Linked DNA regions of Mus musculus: all the other regions are linked to region 2. Evidence: chromatin contacts called from public promoter capture Hi-C data. All regions are on one chromosome and are shown on one strand. Each heading gives the region's core, a stretch centred on a gene start, on an enhancer-like site or on the middle of the called end of the contact. The rest is flanking DNA. Distances are from core to core; before and after follow the strand shown. Region 1 overlaps Il17rd (interleukin 17 receptor D). Region 2 holds the start of Arf4 (ADP-ribosylation factor 4). Region 3 overlaps Il17rd (interleukin 17 receptor D).

The links. Promoter capture Hi-C pulls out the DNA fragments that hold promoters and counts their contacts.
Region 1: a contact with region 2 is called in a promoter capture Hi-C map of the HPC-7 cell line. The contact joins the enhancer-like site here to the promoter of Arf4 in region 2. A contact is called at or near these places in 15 of 39 promoter capture datasets (the 3T3-L1 cell line, 3T3-L1-derived adipocytes, the HPC-7 cell line and 10 more), 1 of 484 Hi-C or Micro-C datasets (cranial neural crest), 10 of 115 datasets of contacts at active chromatin or transcription factors (astrocytes, embryonic basal ganglia, embryonic brain and 7 more) and 1 of 9 other capture datasets (adipose tissue).
Region 3: a contact with region 2 is called in a promoter capture Hi-C map of cranial neural crest. The contact joins the enhancer-like site here to the promoter of Arf4 in region 2. A contact is called at or near these places in 2 of 39 promoter capture datasets (cranial neural crest and frontonasal cranial neural crest) and 2 of 115 datasets of contacts at active chromatin or transcription factors (embryonic limb bud and neural tube).

What each region holds. Positions count from the first base shown.
Region 1 is chr14:27,094,908-27,098,319 of GRCm38.p6, reverse strand. Il17rd (interleukin 17 receptor D) reads right to left here. Exons shown (of 13, transcript NM_134437.3): 11 at 2,233-2,417. Among named protein-coding and RNA genes, the nearest start is that of Il17rd, 58 kb to the right of the region's middle. Within about 2 kb of position 1,904, at least 62 of the 459 cell types and tissues checked have an H3K27ac peak or open chromatin away from gene starts, as enhancers often do. A contact at or near this core is called in the HPC-7 cell line, adipose tissue, embryonic stem cells and 2 more, where this site is marked.
Region 2 is chr14:26,635,889-26,639,493 of GRCm38.p6, reverse strand. Arf4 (ADP-ribosylation factor 4) reads right to left here and starts at 1,360. Exons shown (of 6, transcript NM_007479.4): 1 at 1,008-1,360. The coding sequence starts at 1,074.
Region 3 is chr14:27,057,526-27,061,485 of GRCm38.p6, reverse strand. All of the region lies in intron 1 of Il17rd (interleukin 17 receptor D), which reads right to left. Among named protein-coding and RNA genes, the nearest start is that of Il17rd, 21 kb to the right of the region's middle. Within about 2 kb of position 2,110, at least 27 of the 459 cell types and tissues checked have an H3K27ac peak or open chromatin away from gene starts, as enhancers often do.

The DNA of each region.
Region 1 (3,412 bases), core at 655-3,154, 460 kb before region 2:
TTGTTGGGGATTGGTTCTAATGCTTTGATTTAATGGGAAATCTATGTGTCCAAATGCTAAAGGTCCTTGTCTCCAATTGTTTTTTAATAGATCAATAAAGATGCCAGCGGCCAATGGCTGGGTAAAGGGAAATGGAGTGGGACCCTCAGATTTGTGTGGGCTAGGGTGAGGGCGAGGGAGAAAGAGGAGAATCGCCAGGATTCAGAGGGAGATGGATCAGACTTAGAGCTGCAGAAGGAAAATCATCTGGAATGTAGGTGAGAAGGAATGCGGCCCACAGAAGGGCTGCCCAGAAGCACCCTGGGCAGCAAATACTAGGGGGCCACCCAGAAAGAAAAGGGCAGCAAAAATAGATCATAGATTTAAAGGACATTGACTCAGGAGTACTGGAGGGAAATCTATGATAATCAGGCAGAGGACTAGAACTGCCTAGCCTTTGAGCTAGCAAAGTTAACTAGTGTGTGTGTGTGTATGTGTGTGTGTGTGTGTGTGTGTGTATCTTTCATTCTTGGATCAAAGAGTTCCTGGAAGCATGCGACCCACCGGGGGGCACAGAGCAGTGTAGGTAAAAACTCCACACTATCCATTCATTATGTACATTCAAGCTAACTGGTAGCTTAAAATATGTGGCCCCTAGGATTCTATACCACACAAAAATAGTGTGTCTACTAATCTTTTGACCTGTGTAGTTTGTTAAATCATATGTGGAATGTTTTACAAATCTGTAAAAACAAAACAAAACAAACAAACAAAAAAATCCCCTGTACTAGCTGATTTCATCTTAATAAATAAAACATAAGCACTTTTAAGAATATTCCAATCTGGGCTGGTGAGATGGCTCAGTGGGTAAGAGCACCCGACTGCTCTTCCGAAGGTTCAGAGTTCAAATCCCAGCAACCACATGGTAGCTCACAACCATCTGTAACAAAATCTGACTCCCTCTTCTGGATTGTCTGAAGACAGCTACAGTGTACTTACATATAATAAATAAATGAATCTTTAAAAAAAAAAGAATATTCCAATCTTTGACTGAGCAATTCCATTGTGAGGCGTTTATCCTTGAGAAATCATCAGAAATGATAAACAGAGACGCTTTACAAGCTGGGCTAACGCAGCTACAGCAAGTCACTATTATAGATGATGTAGCTATTTAAAGCAAAAACTATGTGCAGTCTAAAAGAACAGGGCAGGGATCTACCACCTCTGCCTGTGCTGTCCGGACAGCTGCAGTCTGCAGGGGTTTGCAGCAGCCATTCAGCTGCTGAACTCAACGCTTTCCCAGCAGGAGGCAATCCCACCAGCCTTTAAATACAGCTTATTAACACCAGAGGGCAGTCTCACCCAAGGAATGGGCCAAATGGACTAAAAAACATCACATGATAACTTGCAATTGTGGCAAACAGGGCATGCCTTCACAACAGCTTAAGAGCCCGCTGTAAAGACTAAGTGTCATTGTTTATGGAAAAGCTACATAATAGCTAACTCAAGAAGACCTAAGAAAGCTGGGCACAGGGGCCCACTCCTTTAATCCCAGCACTTAGGAGGCAGAGGCAGTGGATCTCTATGAGGCCAGCCTGGTCTACAAATTGAATTCTAGGATATCCAGAGCTACAGAGTAAGGAAAAAAAGAAGGAGGAGGAGGAAGAAGAAGAGTAGGAAGAGAGGAAGGAGGAGGAAGAGGAGGAAAGGGGGAAGCTGAGAAAGCAGCGTAGACATCCAAACATTCTGTAAACTCTGGCGCTCTCTCCTACTTCCTGGTTCTCTCTAGCTAAGGCCTTCTCACTGGTTTCTATGACTTCCTACCAATCGACCTCAGACCTCTGTTACACACTCCTCCCAGTGCCCAAGATCTCTTCCAGGGGCAGTCCTAGCCTCTATTCCCAATCCCAGCCAACCTCCCTCAGGGAACTGCCTAGACTCCTAAAAGCTGTCTTCATTGTGTCCTCTCCCTGACGTCCCACTGAGACAGTCTCACACTCTGGTCACGTGTTCCATGACAGGGCACTCACAGAACATCCTATCGCGTGGGAGGCGCTCAAAGCTTTCAAGTATAAGTGTGTCATGCGAAGCCTTTGCTGCTGGTAAGAGACAAGACAAATTCAAGACAGACTCTGGTTTGGAAAGTAAGATTCTAGGTAAGTAGGTTCCCAGGACAGCAATGGAGAGATGACACGGAAGAGAAAGACGGCGTACACATCCTGCCCAGGGTAAGAGAACAAACAGATTCCGTACCTCACAGCCACAGAAATCTTGCAGGAAATAGGCGAAACACTGGACCACGTTCATGTGATTCTGGCCATCTTTATTGGAGTAGCAGAGGAAGACCTTGGGCTGAGGCCGGAGCCTGTCTCTGGGGAGAGCCGCAGCGTATGTGGACGACTCCGGGCTTTCTTCATCTAAATGTGAATATATATTTTCTAAATTGGGAAAGAACATAAGGTTGACACCTATAAACAAAGCTTTGTCTTTTCCGTATGACCCAGGGCTCAGTGTCTCACGGCTGAAATCCTAGCACTTGGGACAGGGGACACAGAAAGGTCAGAAGGTCACGGTCATCAGCAACTACTTGGCAAGATGGAGGCCAGCCTGAGCTACGTGAGATCCAAGTCTCAAAAGTAAATTTACCAAAAGGAGCAGCTGACATCTCCACCTGGGAGTCTCGGGTCTGTGACTCCAGCCTCAAGCTGCATGCACGGTTTCTGTAGTACTGTACCAGAAAGTGAAAACACTGTATTAACCTGAAACTGCCCCTGGACATGCCAAGAAACAAACGCAGCATCCGCCCCTATGGCCGCCAGTGAAGTGAAGGGCCCAGAGCTGGCTCTGGCAGCCAGATAAGCTGAGGGAGGGAGAAAAACTTTTTAAAGTATAATTTACAAAGGTAAAGAAAACCAAACCAACAACAAAAATGGCTTTTCACCTATTTATCTATCTATCTATTTATTATTTCTGGACAAAGGGTCTCACTGTATTACTCAGACTAGCCTCCAGTTCCTGAATTGGATCCTCCTGCCTCAGCCTCCCACCAACTGGGATAGCAAGCTCAGCCGAAAGCACACAAATCTTAAGTTAACATCTTCATTACTTTTATCCTTGGAGTCATCTGGGTAACTCCATCCAGATCTACAGTTTTCTAGGTGAAAGACAGAACTTCTCAATGATGGCCACTCGCCAAACGACTGTTCTCATTTTTCAGACTCCCTGAGTTTGAAAACTGGATTATACCTGGACATTGCCAGGTCCTAGAGATTAACAGCCAAACATTTAAATTCTGGGAACTTCAGTAGGCAAGGAACTAGCAAGGAGGTGTGAGGGGGTCCCAGGCCCCTCCTGAGGAAAGCAGGACTCCCCAGGCCCTGTCTTTGTCGGTACCCACCCTTGGCCTGCTGCAAACTAGAGGATGGAGAACAGT
Region 2 (3,605 bases), core at 111-2,610:
ATAACCCTTTGCTCCTCACACTCAACAAGCGTCAACATTCAGTGTTCTCGGGGCTTTTTAAAAGGCGTCATTCAGGTCCTTGCAACTCAGCTGTGAGGTAGACTGCTGTACTAAGGAGAGGCCACTTTACAATGCCCAAGCGAAAGGCCTCCGCTGGGCAATAAAACCTGTCACAGCGAGGCAGCTTTTTAAACAAACGATTTTTTTTTTTTTTTGTAGCTCAATTGAGGTGCTTTACAACTATCCGTTTAAAAAAAAAAAAGATTTCGTCTCTAAAAGCTTTTGGATTTTATTATTATCCAGGCCAAATGGATAAGATTCGTATGAAAGAGCAAAGATAGCAAACCAAACAGGTTTAGAACTGAAAGACAGCCATGGGATAACTTTCATTTTCACAGAATAGGCTTCATAATCACGAGAAAAGAAAGTCGAATCCAGAGCAAGGCAAAGTTAAGCAAAGTGAGCTCAGAAGTCTCCGGACTTTTTTTCCGAATCTTGGGTAGCACCAAGTGTGACTTCGCCACAGTGGGCCTGGTCACTTCCTGCCCCAGGCGGCTCCTGGCCCGGGCCACATACCGATGGTTGTGTGCACAGGGCGTACACGACCAAGAAAGGGGGAGGAGGAGGAAGGCTGGAATAGGCCAGCTTCACTCTCGACCGCTGCCCACCGCCAGGGAAGTGAGGTGGAAGGAAGATTGCACCCTGAGAACGGCACCTTTAGAATGAGCTCCGCCAGTGTGAGCTAACCCTACATCTATCTCCGCTCAATCTCCCCAGGCTCTCAATTACAGCAGGAAGAGAAAGGCACGTAAAGCCAGGAGCGAGGAAATCTGGCCCAACTCTCTGGCTCAGCCTCTGTGGGAAACAAACCCCTCGCCCCTCGCCCCCATTGTTCCCCGAACGATGCTTCTTGATCGCCCTCCCCCACCGCAGCCGGAGAAGGCTGGGCGCCGGGCCACCGGCTGGCGAAGACACATGGCCTTCCCCGGCCCCGGTCCCTCACTCACCCATCAAAATGCGCATCTGCTTCTTGCCGAACAGGCGCGAGAAGAGAGAGGAGATGGTGAGGCCCATAGCGGTGGTGGCACTTGACGGTCAAAAGGAGGGGGTCTGGTGCGCCCTCGGGCCTTCACGGTTCCGGCTCACAACCGAGTGGGCGGAGGAGAAAACGCTGAAGACCTGTCTCGCTGGCTGGAGTGTCGGCGAAGCCGCGGGACAGGACGTAGCGGGACCGGGACCTGCTAGGCGTCTGGTGCGGTGGCTCCGGCGCGGCGTTAAGTGTTCGGCTGTGCCACGTCACACGGCGGCCGCGGAGACTCAGGCGGCGGCCCGCCCGCTCCAACGCGGACAGAATCGCGTCAGCGCTGCCCCACCCCCCTGCGTTGCAGGCGCCGCCCGGGCCACCGCGCCTGCGCGCAATGGGCCTGAGCCCGCTACGCCGACGTGCGAACTACCGGACGTGGAGCCCAGCGAAGACGGTTGGCACAGGCAGACGGAAGGACAGGCGGGCTCCCATGAGTCCTTGCTGCATCTCGTCCAATGGGGTTCGAGGTGAGTGGCTTCCGCCCGGATGAATAGTAGTAGTCCAAGGTTCGGGTAGGCGAGATGTGCATTGTGGGCTGAGTGGTGACGTTCTTGCTGACCTCTGGGTGACTTCTTCACGGGAGCCTCGGTGGTTTCCCACTCCCACAAATGTAATCAAATCTTGCAAGCAACCAGTAAGTTTGTCACAATGAAGGAACGAAGATGGACCCTGTTTTAATAAAAAATTTCCAGGCTGGGTAGGGACATGCGATGAGACGGATTTCATGTGAAATATCCTTAGTAGCTCGCTGCTCACAGCAAGCAGGGATAGGAGATCCAAAGACAACCCGCACAACAAAGGAAAGTCTTTACTCGCATAGACTTAATTTTATTCATTTTTTGAAAAAAACTTATAGACATCTAAAGTATCCCTCTAAGGATAAAGGGGTCTCTGATTTTTGCAGTTGGGTGAAAGTATTAGTAATTAAAGCGTGGCTGGCCTTCACAAGGGCAGCATCTGATTCTAGCTTCTCCAGAGAGAATTAAAAACAGACCTGCTGGCAGAGTAAAGGTGGAAAACTCCTAGGCATGACGCCAAGAATCATCAGAATGCTATGACGGTTTTCCATCCGCTTCCAGTACTGAGGATGGAACCCAGGATTTCAAAGCTTGCTAAGAGCGTTCTACCACTGTGGACAGTTTTCCTTTTGAGATGACAAACTGCTCTCGAATTTGTGATCCTCCTACATCACCCTCCAGAATGGCCAGGTTTCTTGGCTTGTACCACCACACCCAGTAGAGTACTAATTTTTTGAGAGGTCAACTAAAGACTGCGTTTCTGAAACAGGAACCTTGTCTGTCCTATTCATTCCTATTATTCCCAGAATAATAATGAAGAATTTACTACCGTTTTACTGGTTACAAAATACGATGTAGGGGGGAAGCAAATTATCTAAGAATGTCACCTTATAACTATTGCTAAAGTTTACCGTTAGTAGCGCCCACAATCCTACCCTTCCTAGTTAGTGTTCACCAGCTCTTAAGTATTTTCTCTAGGAAGGTACTTTTTGTTTGAGCAGTTCTCTATTTCTTAGGTTCAATGTGTGATGTCTTCTGTTCAGAAATAAGGCTTCCTATTTAATGTTATTGGCAAGAGCCCACCGTTCCTCTTGTCTGAAAGCATTAAGGAAACAGAGAACTTGGCATACTGCAAATAATGACAGGGATATGACCTATAAACTATGGTATATCCACACTCTAGGATAATATGAGGAATTAAAATAAATCAGAACTATACACAGTATCCTAATAAAAATATCTCCAAAGTAGCTTTAGTGGAATGGAGGACAAATAGTAAATACAGTAAGGTGATATGAAAATAGATTTTTAGGGATATAGCTCAGTTAATGAAAGTCTTGTCATAAAAGCTTTGAGTTTATTCATTCCCCACAGATGGGAGGTGGTGACAGGATGATGAGAAGACCAAGGATATGCTCCACTGCAGAGTACAGGCTGCAGGGGCCAGCCTCAAGTACATGAGACTGACTCTAAAACAAAACACACGTTTCTGCCATCTGTGATAAGGCACATTTGTAATCCCAGCTCTTGTCAGATAGAAAGTGGAGGATCAGGAAGACAAGGTTATCAAAGCCTGAACTCTATGAGAACCCAGCAATAATACAGTTTATCACTGTGTATATTTGTATATTTGTATATCTGTGTATATTGTATGCAAGCATGTGGACACAGCACAGGAATTTAAAATAGTATTCAGTAGTCATTAGCAGTTACCTGATTAACTATGAAGGAAGGAAAACTTTGCAGGGAATGGAGAAACCCATATTGAAAGGGTCAAAAAAAAAAAAAGAGCTTTACTTGTACTTTAAAAAAAAATCACTTTACTGAGATATAACTTCATGCACTGATTTGCCAATTTTAAGTGTACAATTTAATAACATATATTCTGCCATATAACTGTTTCTAAGGCTGGTGAGCATAGACATAGCCTGACAACCTAGGTCCCCACTTAGCTTGAGCTATATATACATACACAGCTTTTTCAATAATGTACCTTGCAACCT
Region 3 (3,960 bases), core at 861-3,360, 420 kb before region 2:
GCGAGCGGAGCCTACTGGAACAAGCAGAGGACCTAAAAATTCAATTCCCAACAACCACATTAAGGCTCACAACCATCTATACAGCTACAGTGTACTCACATATATTAAATAAATAAATAAATCTTTTTAAAAAACAATGTAGTAATAATATTATTAAAATAATATATTAAATGTATATTAAGTGTACTATTAGAAGGCAAGAAGTCCTGCCACAAACTCTTAAGGACGGAGGAGCCAATACATAAAAGGTATAAAAATAGGAGGCCTAAAACAGATTGATGTTACTGGGACTACTCATAGAGCATAGAAAGAAGAAAACCGAATTAAAATAAAGAATACTGAATGGGCTGTAGGTAAAATAATGTCAAGATGGGTGTTTTAATGACCTTCATGGTTATATAAAAGCTGATCAAATAAATAATTATACTGATAAACCATTTAAAAGTTTTCTAAATCACCCAGCTTCTTAAGCTTTTGCTGTTGTTTGTTTCTTGTTTTGAGACATGGTTTCACAACGGAGTCCTGGCTGGCCTGGAACTCAGAGACCTGCCTGCCTGCCCTTGCCTCTCAAGCACTGGAATTAATGAATGTAAGGGCATGTATGGTGACGCCCAGCTCCTTCAACTTCTTAACCTCTGAGAGCTGAGACAGTAGCATCACAGAGAGCGTGGTCTGCTTTGTGATTAGCCCACCTGAGCGGGAGACAGCCACAAAGAAACTTGGGGTCAACTGTGTATGGAATCCCTGGTGTTTCCAGCACCCAGCGCTGCGGCAGAGACCTCAGCACAGCCTTGGCTGTGAACATACAACACAGGCTCTCCATTTCCAACTCCATCAGACACACACATGGAGTGAACACCCGACACCACTGGCTCGGACTGCAGACTACTTACTGTATATCCCAAATAACAGTGTTTTCACTGCTCTTGATTTTGTTTGTTTGGTTACTTTTTTTAAAGGCTTAATTATTGAAAACAAAGACCTATAATGTTTTACTCCTGGGATAACCTAGGACTCTTAGTGTATACTACACAAGTACTCTACTTAATGAACTACGCCCCCAGAATCTGAGATTTAATTTTTATGTTTAATTTTAAAAGTGCATCAATCTCATTAGCATGCAAATTGATTTCATCCTTAATAAATGGTAAATTATATGTATACCAAAGAGTTGTTTTAAAACTATTTTCTTCATGGTTTATTATCAGTAAAGCTATAACCCTCCTAACCACACTACTGCGATAATGCTGGTAGGTACAACTTCTAAAACATAATTTTTAAGGGCATTTTAAAAAGTCTGCAATGGCCAGTTTGACCAGAGTTATGTTTCCCTAAAACAGCAGAGTTATGGCTCATCTTTAGCAGTTTTATAATTCTCCCAGTATGCACCCTTATCAACCCCTTTCTTAGCTCTTTCTTAACAATGGAAAGCTTCTAGAAGCTTCAGCTAAGAACACAAGCATGCCCTGGGAAAGGGAAGCTGGACTCCATCTCTCAGTGCAAGCCTTCTGGCTCTCCGGTCTGGAACAGTCTTACATGACTATCTACAGTGTTCATAGAGGGGGCTTCGTGGGAGGGAGCGTCAAAGTCAAGTCTGTATGTAAGTGCCCTGCACCATGGCCTTAACTCCAACAGCCATAGAATTAGAAAAAGTCACCCCCAAAAGGGAACTCTCGCTCCCCACTATGAACTTGGGGCGGGGGGCAAAGGCCATTCGTAGCCTTTCCTATGCCTCCAAGGTGTCCTATGGGCAGTGTTTGGGCCTAAGGGTTCTCAAACCATGGCTGCTTCTTTCCCTACTGCATCAGAGTGCACAAGTGCAGGACTTACAAACAAAGGCATTGTTTTGATTTTTTTTTGCTTCAAAAACTGGGAACCAACACATTCCTTCTGGGAATTCAGGGTAAGTTTTACAAAAACAGTGTCCAGATGTGCTTAAAATTTCAGTCTGTTCTCCTCCTCTGGTGGAGCAGAGGGGGAAACAAAGGGTGGGAGAAACGTTTTATTAAAAACTGAAATAGTTATTAGATTTTCTTGGCTCGAGCACTAACCAGCTCTCAGCTGACAAATGAGGCAGGAGTACCTGAGGCAGAACGCACCCGGCATTCCTCTTGTCTGGGTGCAGGGAAGCCAGGCCAGACCAGCACAGTGCCAGCCAGGGTACAAGTGGTGTCTCACTTCCTTCCATAATGCCCTTAATGGTAAATGTTTCTACCAGATGATAGCGGCACGGGGGCGGGGGGCCCTCGGGCAAACTCAGGAAGTCAAAAAAAAAAAAAAAAAAATCCCAAGAAAAGAGCCACAGCCTGTGGAATACACTGAAATGCTCTGTGTCAAGACTGCATCCCATCTTTGATGTGGGGACGTCACTGGGCGCAGGAGCTTCCTCACTTTAATGCTTTCTTCCCCAGAGCCCTTTTTAACCAGAGGTATAAATAGTCTATTCTAAAGCTTCCCTCCATTTCAAAGGGGGTGAGGCCGGCTTTGGGCACCCAAGGTAGATGAGTGTTTTAAACAGAACATAAATAAGGCAGACAGAGCGTCAGACATAAATTATGAATAAAAAGATAATCTTAATAATAGTTTACATTATCACAAACCCAAGTTTATAGCAACAGCTAAGCCCCTTTCGGACTGCAGTGCAGCTGCTAGGTCAGCAGAGGGAAATGGTATGTCAAAAATGTGACCTACCTTCAAGTTTGTTTAACTCCCTGTCAGCCGCCGCTTGCTTCCTTCCGCCACCTTAGGAAGAAGGCACGGGGGAGGAATCCTTTCTGAAGTGTTTTATTGGGCAAGGCTTAGAACTGGCGCACTACCAGAAGGTATTTATTTATCTACACTCTATCTTAGTCATCCCCATCAGGACCCGGGGCCAAAAGGTTGTCGTGGATCAGGAGGCAGTGCCAGAGGTACCGTCCTCCTGCTTCCCAAGGCTCAGGTGGACATCATCTCCAGGGTGGACCATCTCAAGTCCTTCCCCAAAGTAGGCAGGCAGCTTCACATAGATCTATGCAGGCAGCATCCAGATACTCTCTGTTTGCTGGGAACACAAATCCCACACAGTCCCAAAGGTATCTAGCACTGACCCAGACCTGGCCATATACCCAAGGAGGCTAATTCAAATGGAAGAAAAGCTTGTTTGTTTTTACCTGAAAGAAGACAGGGGGGGGGGGGTGAACGTGCAGCTTCACATTCCCAAACCAGAACACAGGGCTACCTCAAGCCTCCTGGTCCCACACATCCTGGAGTGGGAGGTAGAGAAGCTGGAAATAGTGCCTGCCATCACCTCTTTTCAGCTCTCACAGATAGGAAGATAACTCCAGATGTTCTCATCCAGAGGCAAAGCTCTCTGCAGAAGTGGCCAGGGTGAGAACCAGCCTCAAAGCTTCCCAGGATGACTGCCTGCAACTTTTCCTTCCCTCTTAGCCTCCTGGCAGGAGAAACGCATGAATGCTTTCTGCTGGGGGAGTGGGGAGATGGGGACCACATACATCACCAAGAGGGGCTTCCAAATCACTGGGTGTTTGGTAAAGGTTCATGGTCGGCATTTGAGAGCAAGTGGTGTCTGAGCTGGGGGTATTCCGAGATACAAGCCGCATGTTCCATGTGTTACCTTACAGGGAACTAAGAAAACTGCTTGGCTATGCAACAAATGCAGGTGAAAATAACTCGGAATCCACTAGTTCCTCTCCAGGACAGCCTGCCATCACTCCTGCCTAAGCTCCTGTTGGTGCCTTCGAGCTCCAGGTAAGGCTGGCCTTCTGGACATTTCCAAATAGGTGACCTCTACTACCAGGTACCACGGGACTTCCCCCAGTGGCCCAGGTCACAGAGCCCTCTGGATGTGTCCACCTGACAGTCTATTTATCCCTGCAAGCTTTCACTTCATCTGATTCAAAAATACTTCCACGTTCCTCTTCTCTCTGTGCCTGGTGCCCTCAGTGTCACCCTTCTATGTGC